3 separate regions of the Mus musculus genome follow, and regions 1 and 3 are each linked to region 2. The links are chromatin contacts, called in public HiChIP or PLAC-seq maps. All regions are on one chromosome and are shown on one strand. Each heading gives the region's core, a stretch centred on a gene start, on an enhancer-like site or on the middle of the called end of the contact. The rest is flanking DNA. Distances are from core to core; before and after follow the strand shown.

Evidence for each region. HiChIP or PLAC-seq counts read pairs in DNA pulled down with a chosen protein or histone mark.
Region 1: a contact with region 2 is called in an H3K27ac HiChIP or PLAC-seq map of large pre-B cells, with 5 times the contacts expected there. The contact joins two enhancer-like sites. A contact is called at or near these places in 4 of 39 promoter capture datasets (the 3T3-L1 cell line, the SN4741 cell line, embryonic stem cells and 1 more) and 1 of 115 datasets of contacts at active chromatin or transcription factors (large pre-B cells).
Region 3: a contact with region 2 is called in an H3K27ac HiChIP or PLAC-seq map of large pre-B cells, with 4 times the contacts expected there. The contact joins two enhancer-like sites. A contact is called at or near these places in 1 of 15 datasets of contacts at CTCF or cohesin (large pre-B cells), 2 of 484 Hi-C or Micro-C datasets (the C10 cell line and bone marrow-derived macrophages), 4 of 115 datasets of contacts at active chromatin or transcription factors (bone marrow-derived macrophages, embryonic stem cells, large pre-B cells and 1 more) and 1 of 9 other capture datasets (embryonic stem cells).

Annotation. Positions count from the first base shown.
Region 1 is chr14:74,644,158-74,647,636 of GRCm38.p6, forward strand. It overlaps Htr2a (5-hydroxytryptamine (serotonin) receptor 2A), which reads left to right. Exons shown (of 3, transcript NM_172812.3): 2 at 831-1,031. Among named protein-coding and RNA genes, the nearest start is that of Htr2a, 5.0 kb to the left of the region's middle. Within about 2 kb of position 1,959, at least 105 of the 459 cell types and tissues checked have an H3K27ac peak or open chromatin away from gene starts, as enhancers often do.
Region 2 is chr14:75,033,054-75,036,515 of GRCm38.p6, forward strand. Rubcnl (RUN and cysteine rich domain containing beclin 1 interacting protein like) reads left to right here. Exons shown (of 14, transcript NM_198642.2): 3 at 2,366-2,448; 4 at 2,957-3,158. Among named protein-coding and RNA genes, the nearest start is that of Rubcnl, 19 kb to the left of the region's middle. Within about 2 kb of position 1,383, at least 118 of the 459 cell types and tissues checked have an H3K27ac peak or open chromatin away from gene starts, as enhancers often do. A contact at or near this core is called in bone marrow-derived macrophages, where this site is marked.
Region 3 is chr14:74,762,459-74,765,639 of GRCm38.p6, forward strand. The region is part of intron 18 of Lrch1 (leucine-rich repeats and calponin homology (CH) domain containing 1); the gene reads right to left. Among named protein-coding and RNA genes, the nearest start is that of Esd, 32 kb to the left of the region's middle. Within about 2 kb of position 1,908, at least 14 of the 459 cell types and tissues checked have an H3K27ac peak or open chromatin away from gene starts, as enhancers often do. A contact at or near this core is called in bone marrow-derived macrophages, where this site is marked.

The sequences.
Region 1 (3,479 bases), core at 709-3,208, 390 kb before region 2:
AGTGTCACCTTTGCCCTAAGCAGGGGTTGTTCCCTGAGTGCCAATACCAGCCTCAGCAGTATGATTTCTTAAGTTTTTTTTTTTTGTTTTGTTTTTTTTTTTTTTTGGAAAATGCACATTTCCCAGCCTGTTCCAGACTTACGGAAGCAGAATCGCCAGAGGTGGGTCTCCATTTTAAGGAGCCACCTGCGAAAACCAGCTGTCACCTGTAGTTTGAGCACTGCCCTGAGACAAAGCTCCAAGTCCAGATACCCTTGATATTCTTCACCATCCTCAATGTTTCTCACATGCCCCAAATTTAATAAGACACATTAAGGGACTGTGCACCATAAAAAAAGACATTCAAGAGATTTGAAGACGATTCGTCACACAGCCACTAATTGCCTGTCTATGTGAGACTGGACATGTCTAAGAGTGACTAAGATTAGACTAGCTATAGGGACCCTAACCCCAAAGAAAATTATGTGGATAAATAAAGGCTGTATGTGACCGGCAACATCAATTGAAGGGCTCAGAACATAACTTTGGACACATTGCTAAATAAAAGTGGCTTTGACCAGGTAGAGGGTGAGAGAGACTCCATTCCAGAGGAAAAAGCAAATTCCTCCTTCATTAATGCAATTCCACAGGTCAGAAACCTTCAACCCTGCACTCCCCTGCCCGTGCCATCACAGTGCACACTGGCTGTTGGTTTAAATATTGAAAGTCTCTTGTAGTTCCCTTGCCTGTCACCTCTACCTGTCCCCAAGTTGTAAGTCCTGGGGTATAGATTACACGCTGCAGAAAGCACGAAGCTAGCTATTCACTGATGCTAAACTTCTGCCCCACAGGGTACCGGTGGCCTTTGCCCAGCAAGCTCTGTGCCGTCTGGATTTACCTGGATGTGCTCTTCTCCACGGCGTCCATCATGCACCTCTGCGCCATCTCCCTGGACCGCTACGTGGCTATCCAGAACCCCATTCACCATAGCCGCTTCAACTCCAGAACCAAAGCCTTCCTGAAAATCATTGCGGTGTGGACCATATCCGTAGGTAAGCTGGACCACCTGGCAGGGTGGCATCTGAAACTAGAGTCTGTCCCTTCCCGGGAGACACGTTCCACATGGCTGTGGTGAAACCTGACTCTCTGAGTCTGTGGTTTCATGTGTTGCAAGGTATGTCTCCACTTCATGGTTATTGGAGTCGTTCTAGGAAAGGAGAAGCTGCAGATGCCAATGGCTGACGGCATCTGTCCATATTGTTTTGCACACGTAAGAAAAAGCACAGCAGCGGATCCTAAGGCAGGAATGCCTGTGTTCTTTCTCACATCCGAGCTCAACACTCTAAGCCTTGGGTCTCCCCGAAACCTATCGTTACTGGACTGTGATTGCTAAGGAATATGGGCACTTGACCCAGACAGCATTGGCCTTGAAGGAGGATCCAGAAAGGGGGCAGAAGCTGAGGACAGAGGGAAATGGCTTAAAGGGTTGGGCATTGCAGCTGCCTGGTACCTCTGTGGCCTTTCTCCCTGCTGTGACATCCACACCAAAGGATTCCAACCCACTTCTGTTAGGCCCGATTACACACACTTACCTCTGGCTAGCATTGATCTCCTGTCACTATAAATAGGATCTAAAGGAGCAGCTCTCAGGCAGCAAAGTCAATTTTACCTGTCACCTCAAAATACTTAGTTTGTAATCAAAGATTCCCTGAGACCTGCTGTCAAGTCTCAAAGCTTCTCAAAGGGAAACGCTATGTTTGCTAAGGCCCTTGGGGTATCTACTTCCTGGAAAGAGTGCAGGGTTTGATGGTAGATTAAAATTCCAGAGCTCATTTAATGCTACCTACTACTTTGTAATTTAAAATACCTATTAATGGGGGTCAGAGAGATACATTAACATTAGAGCTATCTATCTATCGCTGTCCTTGCTTCCAGCTCCTACAAGGGTGACTCACCACCCAGTTCCAAGAGATTCATCCCCCTCTTCTGGCCTCTTAGTGCATCAGGAACACACATGTGTGCAAACACACATGTGTGCAAACATACAGGCAGGTAAAACGTCCATAACACATAAAATAAAAGCGATTTTTTCAAATACTTATCAGCAAGCACAGTCTGTGCTCCTTGGTTTCCTTCCTGCTAATAACAGGAGTTAATGTGACGTCATCTCCACTTTGTAGAAGAGGAACGGGTGTTCTAAAAGGGAAATGAGGGGCGTGTGCAGCAAGTGTGAGCACAGTGAGCACTCTCTGGCTCTGATGGTAACAACAACGGGTTATGGTTACACAGCATCTTTGCACATTTTGGGAAAACCTCACCAGTTTTTCACCTTGAGCCTTAAGTTATCACTAGAGGTCAGCAGCACAGATGAATACCGTTGTATTTGTTTGATGCGTCGGGGGACCTCAGGAAATAGGACTTGTGGTTTCCTGGGTCACAGGTCTGACTCACAAGTGCTATAGCCTGCTGGCACGGAGCCCTCCTCTTTCTGCTGAGTGTAGCACACCTCCCTTAGCTGACAGCTTCAGATCCAAGAAAAGGCTGATGGCATTGTTCTGTGCAACCTAGGACTCCTCCTCACCTGGAACAGGAGGGTAAAGCGGCCAGCAGGTGTCCATCCAAGCTGCTTGTCACCACTCTGGAGAATTCTTAGGTTTAAACGGCTGGGTGTTCCTAAGAGAGGTCCACGGTTGAGGACCACATGAGCCAGATTATCAGAGAAGGAAGCAAGGTCAAAGGGTCAAGTGCAATTCACGCAGCAAAGTACACTGTCTTCCCTGCATAGACTGTCCTGCTAGCCGAGCATAAACTGAAGTGGCCCATCAGCTTTTCTTTCCGTGTGTGTGTGTGTGTGTGTGTGTGTGTGTGTGTGTGTGTGTGTGTGTGTTCATGTGTCTGTATATTCAATGTGGTGGCCAAATGTTGATGTCAAGCACCCTCTTTAGTTTATCTATACTTTATGAGTCAGGGTCTCTTGCTGAACCCAGAGCTTGTCGATTTGACCAGTCTAGACAGCTATTTTTGCTCCAGGGATCCTGTCTCTGCTTCCGCCTCCTGAGGGTTAGGGTTACAGGAAGCCCATCACATTTACATGAGTGCTGAAAATCTAACTCTGGCCCTCACATTGTACAGCAAGGACTTGTACCCACAGAGCCATCTCTTCAGTCCCAGAGTTCGTTACCTTACCCATGGCCAAAACAACTCTCCATCCCTGTCAACCTTCATAGTGACACCATTAACAGAAGTTAGACATTTATTCTGAAAAATGTACAGACCCAGTCCTGTACAGAGCACCTCGTGGGTAAGTCCCTTGCACAGGATCGAAACACTTAGAGCCAAGAGTCATCTCAGGCCAATCCAGCTCTAAAATCTGCACTTTTTCTACTACCTAATAAGGCTGTCTGCCCTAGCTCTTTCTGGCTGTCATCCCAGGAGCGAGACAGGTTAGAATGGTTGTAAGGATGCTGACCAATGGACATCGCTACAAAGAAGTGTTCAGG
Region 2 (3,462 bases), core at 133-2,632:
CAGGTAGCTGGCTTTATTTTATTTTAAAGGATTCTTATGTTATATTCATGCTGTGAGTTTCGAGCCCTGCTTCAAGTAGTTTGGAAAATATTTTGTAGTTTTCAGGATAAAGAGGAGCTTTCAGATACAGAGGTTGCTGATGGAAAGGTGAGGTTGCTGCTAGATTGGCCTTTCTCCACATAAACAAACCATCATGATAACAAGTTATTACAAGCCACTGATTGATAATGACTCTGAGCCCAAACCCACTTGTCATAGCCTTGTGCAACAAGAAGTTCTTTAACTTAGTGTTATTTTGCCTCTTTGTCTTTCTCCTAGAAAAGCAATGGTACAAAGTGAGCCCCCAAGCCAAGTCTTGCCTTTTGTCTGAAGGCAGCGTTTCCCCACAATCCTTATCGGTACCTTTAAAAGCTGTCCAGTGTTTTTTTGAGGTGTTCTTCTGTTTGCTTTTAAGCCAGACTCTCACTCTGTGTAGCAGACTGGTCTTAGACTGCCAGAAAGACTGGTCTTTCTTAGACGGAAGGAAGTTCTCACTTCACGTCCTGAGTGACAAGATCATAGGAGTGAGCCATCATACCTGACAAGACTCTCGAGAGTCATTCTATGGAATTAAGAAACAAAAGTCCAGAGTTACAGGTTTTCTCTTCCTTTATGTAGAGCAGCATAAGGGGGGGGAGCAAATATTGGTCACTAAGGCACGGGATTTCCTATGACACCCACATCTCTAATGGCAGCTGTGGGACCTTCTTGTGTGGATGGAAGCATTTCCTGAGGCTGTAGGAACAATATCCTGGGTTCTACTGCTTGAACAGAATCTACATGTTTACAAAATACCCTCTCTCTCTCTCTCTCTCTCTCTCTCTCTCTCTCTCTCTCTCTCTCTCTCTCTCTGTCTCCTTATGGAATAACAGGTAATAATCCCAACTCAAGGCAGGAGAGATTTCGTGACCAAGGCCTAACAGGTCTGGGCACCCTCTCTTGCTTTTTCCTCTGCACTCAGGTCTTTACGTGTAGCTTAGGGGTCAAAATTCTGCCAGCTTCATGTTTTTGTTGAAAAAGACAAACCAGCAATTTAGTTTCATCACCCCTTCTAGTTACAGTGGCAGGATGCTTGGCAGAGATGGTGAACGATTCCCACATCCAAGCCTCTGAAATATTTACCTCAGTGAAGAGGTCTCTCTAGTCTTCCATTTCTGACTGACTTTGTTCAACAGGAAGTATTGGGGTGACACTTCCTGCATTTGTCTGGCATCTGAGAACCCACAGTTCCCCAAACATTGGCAGCATCTCTTAATTTATCAGGTCAGGACAGCATAGCTCTTTTGACTGTCCGGAAATCTCACTTCCGTCCCAGGCTGCAGTTAGCAGTTATGTGATAGGAACAACTTGCATTGGTGTTGCCTGTTGCCAGTAAGGAGTGGGTGAGGGTGTAAGATTGGATGACACAGCACAGTGGTCCGAGCTTGACTGAAGCCCTGTTTGCTGTCAGATGACATTGTGTGTGCAACAGGAAGTTTGGGGCAGGTTGCCACCAGCTAAGGAAGTGCTGGGGAAGTGATCCTGTAGTCATTTTTGTAAAGAATTGTTTGTTTATTTATTTCATGTATATGAGTACACTGTAGCTGTCTTCAGACATACCAGAAGAGGGCATCATATCCCATTACAGATGGTTGTGAGCCACCATGTGATTGCTGGGAACTGAACTCAGGATCTCTGGAGAGCAGTCAGTGCTCTTAACCACTGTGCCATCCCTCCAGAGTTTATTTAGGGCATGGAGAAGGGAGTTGGGGGTGGGGGCCAGGGTAGTAGAGACAGAGAAAGGCAGAGAGAGAGAGAGAGAGAGAGAGAGAGAGAGAGAGAGAGAGAGAGAGAGAGAGGAGGAGGAGGAGGAGGAGGAGGAGGAGGCAAGCCACCCTTTTTATAGTGAGTTAGGTAGCCTGGCTATTGCCAGGTAACTGTGGGGCAGGGCCTACAAGGAAACCCCACAATTTTCCCCATATTTGTTCTTTGTGTGTGTTTTTCTTTTGTATTGTGGGAGTTCACCTGTGCGCATGTATATGTGGAGGCCAGAAGTCAAAGTCACGTGTCTTCCTCTGCGCTTCTCTCAGTTCTCCCCCCCCCCACCCCCCCCCAACACACACACTTTTGGAGACAGAGCCTCTCACTGAATCTGCAGCTCACTAATTTTCTAACCCAGCAGGCTACGAAGCCCCAGGGTTCCTCCTGTCTCCACCGCTACACTACTGGGTTAACCAGTGCCTGATGCAATAGGAGCTTGAACTCAGGTCCTCAGTGTTGCCTAGCAAGCACTTTATTGACGGAGCCATCTCATTTCTCCATGTTTAATGGCTCGCTGTGTTGGCAGGTGATGCTCGGAGCAGCAGCAGAAGCCATGCTTGGAATTTCTTCCCACTAGAGACGTTCATGCTGCCCGCTGATGTAGAAAAGGTGAGCGCCTCTCAGCCACAGAGGGCCTGAGTCTGTCAGTAGTGGTGCGCGATGTGATCATGGAAACCACCCTGACGCAGTACAGCCTAAGAGGTTCTTTTCAATATTTGATGGAGGCCGCCAGGGGCGCTAAACTGAAGTCTTCAGGCACGGTGTGCTCAGTTGTGCATGACTAAGGAGCTAAGTCAGGTTCTGGGCTCTATCCACCGAGGGTGTTCTATCATAAGACATGCAACTTGGTGGTTGGGATGGGGCTCAGTAGTAGAGCGCTTACTTTGCATATATGATGTTGTGTTTTAATCTCCAGTCCTGAGAAATAAATCAATTTAGTTTGGTATATCTGTGTCTCTGGATGTATTTTTCATCATCTAGTTAGATCAAGTTATTTTTATCCTTATTTGTAGTCACTTAAGTTAAGTGGCGTTTCTTCAATTTTGAAATCTTATCCATACTCCGAAGAAAAGTTGATTATGTTCCTATTTGAATTGACTTTTTTGCCCCCCTGCAGGAAAATCTCCACTTTTATGCTGCAGACATCATTATCTCAGTAATAGAGAATATGAAGTGCAACCTCCCGAATCAACAGCAGCCAGAGAGATGGGACACAGAAGACGCCAGCAGGTTACGTGGGACTGGAGCGGAAATGACCTTTTATACCCATATAAAGCAGGAGCCAGGCTCCTCGGCTTCTTCACACACTGGCTGTGAAGGTAAGTTGGGCAGATGCTTGAATGCTGAGTGCTGTGATCTCAGCTCAAGCTGTGTCCTCTGTCCGTTCCCGAAAGAGGGACATTTTCCCCATCCTTTGAAGATGTGCTCAACCCACGGTCCACTGGCCACATGCATCCTAGGATCGCCATGAATGTGACTCAGTTCAGAATGAGAAACTAACTTAGAACATTATGAGGTGTGTGTGTGTGTGTGTGTGTGTGTGTGTTATTTTCAGTGACTCAATTTTGAGGGTCTTTGGTATGTACTAGTGATAACTAACGTCACTTTGCAGGTGAAAAGTTG
Region 3 (3,181 bases), core at 658-3,157, 270 kb before region 2:
TTGTAGTGTTAAGGACAATGAAGTGGTTTGGGCCTGAAATCCTGAAGGAGCCATGAAAATTGACGGTCATATACATTTTGGAAATTCTCACCCTACGTGGAACATTTTCTACCCATTGCAGGAGTAGAAGGGATACCTCACAAATGGCTACTGCAAAATGGAAATGTAAACAGCTGTTTCTCTTTATCACGTATTTGAAGGAAATACTTTAAAAACACTCTTTCTTAAAAGAAGATGGGGCCCTGGTATGCGGGACAAATCACACAACTGAATCCCTGAAGGAAGATTAGTCAGGTGTCCCCAGCTGTGTGGCAATGGCCGGTATCCCATAAGCTTGTGAGCTGCTGTCTGGAACTGCGGAGGAGCACCACAGAGAGGCCCAGTGTTCCAACCAGAAATTAACGGTTTGCTTACAATAAGCAAAATGACCCACTCGAAGTGGTGCCTGAAGGGTTGAGTTGATTATGCTCTGGGAGTGACCATACTAGATAATGAAAAATATCACACAGCAACCCCCACGGAGAGCAGCACATTCGATGTAAATTAAGGACATGGAAGATGAAAAGCATAGCCAGGGCATCCTTGGGATGCCAGAGGAGAAATATTCGGGAAGCTACCATTGAAGATCAATCTAATCTCATGGGACTGTTTTACTCACTTGATGTTTATTGATGCTATTTTTTTTCCTTGAGCCAGCAAACTAGCACGTTTTCTCAATTCTCCTTTTGCCCACCATTAAGAAGATGGAAACAAACAAACTGTGGCAAACACTGAAAGAAAGTCCCCATGCATGGCAGAGCTGGGTAGAAATGCCAAGAATCATTCTGGGCACCCAGGAATAAATGCACCAACAGGCCAAGAAAAAAATAAAAAGCTTGGATTAATCACCCAATTGTGTTTATTAAGCAATTTACGGCTCAGGGTGGTCACCAGACACTGTACAAAGGGATTTTATTGTTACAGAAAAGTACAAGATAGCACCAAAGACGACTCATAACTCTGTGGCTTTCAGACACAACTCACATCACGAACCCTGTATTCACCATCAACACAATGCTGGGAGGAAGAGGCTCAGACAATCTAACATCTTATGGCATAAAGAATGCTTTCTGTTTTTTGTTTTAAAATCATATCTGATTTAGCAGCAAAGATTCTATAAATATAACCCTTCAAGTATGGAGGCATCTCAGAATCTCATCTCCCCTGTTCTCATGAATATGTTCAGAAAAATATGATAATCTTCATAGCAGCCATATCTGAGGAACGTTCATATCTCAGCAAACTGGACATTTATCTTGACGGCATTAACACCACCACCTTCCCAACACGAGAAGCAGTGTTCGGCAAGAAGGATATAAAAGGAAGCCGACAATGTGGCTGGAGCTTGCAGCAGGGCCTTCTCACATTGTAAAGAGGCTTCCAGAGACTCAGCAAGATATGGGCCAACATGATTAGAGTCTAACATTTCTTCCTTTAACCACAAAAAGAAGCACTTTGCCCCAAAAGCTGAGAGGCCGATACGCAAGCCTTTAAAAACGGACTTAAAAATAAACAGTTGGATCATTAATATTACTAAAAATCAAAGGCCAAATGGACATTCAAAGTAAATGGGGAAAAACATTCATCTAAAATAAGAGCGATCTTATCATCTGCTGCTATAGTAACCCAAGGCCCCTGGTGCTAAGAGTGTTCCAGGATCCATAGACTTATTTGAAACTGAAGAGTCAAATGCATCACATTCTGGGTCTGCAGTTATTCAATATACCAAGAAAGTAAAGCGACCCCGTCACATTATGCAAAAATAGAAATCCCTTCTATAAAACCCTTTTCTCAGCTTCAGAACACCACCTAATAAAAAGGAAAAGCGGGCTAAGCAGATCCACCAGGTGGCGCTCTAACAGGAAGGCACTTCCCCAGATTAGGCCTGCAGAGGGCACAGAGGGCATGCTCTGGTGGACATTGGCTGCAATCCTCCTGGGTGCCCTTCACAAGCCCCTTGCAGCAAACAGGGAGGACTCCAACTAACCAGCCAGCAAAGCAGTCATTCTCCAGATACGACTTCTCAGCTTGGTCAGCAATGGTACCATTAGAGATGTTTATAAATTAGACTGAGCCCAAATGCTGGCTTTTCTCTGCAAGGCAACCCCTCTACAGATCAACTGCCAGTCCTGAATTAGGACCAGAATCAAGTATCAAGACTCCTGTATGCTAACCCCACCCTGTTCCTGTCCTGGTTCTCCTTACCTCCTGCACAGAGCAGAGGCTCATGGGAGAGAGCAGGACCTACAGGAGCATCGCTGCCCACACCACGAGTGTGAAGGAGTATGAGGTATGCACTGACAGGCTTTGTCGCTGTCGCTGTCGCTTTTAGTTAAATGCAAAAAATTACCCAGTGGGAACTGTATTCTACAAAGTTTGTGCTTCAGGAAAAATCTGGCTTATAAATGTTCAGTTTCAAAACTCGACAGCTAACTGAAGAGATGACAGGGATGGGAGAGTCTGCAAGGCAAAGGCTCCAATGGGGGGAGGAGCTGGGCTGGACCAGGATGCCAGAGCAGAGCGTTTGGATGCGCATGCAGGAGTTAGGCAGACAGAGCATTCCAGCGGTAAGCGATATAGACCAGTACTATAAGGAGAACATGGATAAGACAGAAGCCTATAAGGTCCCTGGAGCGGAGGGCAGAAGTTGACTGTGGGGGTTTCTCCCCGAGGGCCAGCAGAGTGTCAACAGTCTTTCGAATGTGACGAAAATCCAACTGCAGGATGTCATACGGAGAGCACAGGTCGGCCTAATCCGAGGGCAGCCATTAGAACAGAAAGAGAGTGCATACAATTAACACCACACGGAAGAAGCACCGGAAAGAAGCACACATTTCTGCTTACTAGCAAATAGCAGGAGTCAACCCTTACTTCAAGTTCTTAAGTCCATGACAAAAGTAGAGCCCCCAGTGAGCCCTATGTAAACTGGACAGGAACCTCCATCCACCATCACACCCCACCACCGCAGGCTGTGCAATGTGCACACTGCTCTTGAATTGGAACAGTCTTAATATTCAAGTGGCCTTATGTGCTCCAAGTGGCATTATGTGCACATCAGTGGCACAAAAGTGTGAGCTTTTCATTCATCACACCTAGAGCTTAAACATTACTAAGGGAAAAATACAAAATCTAAAGTTGAATC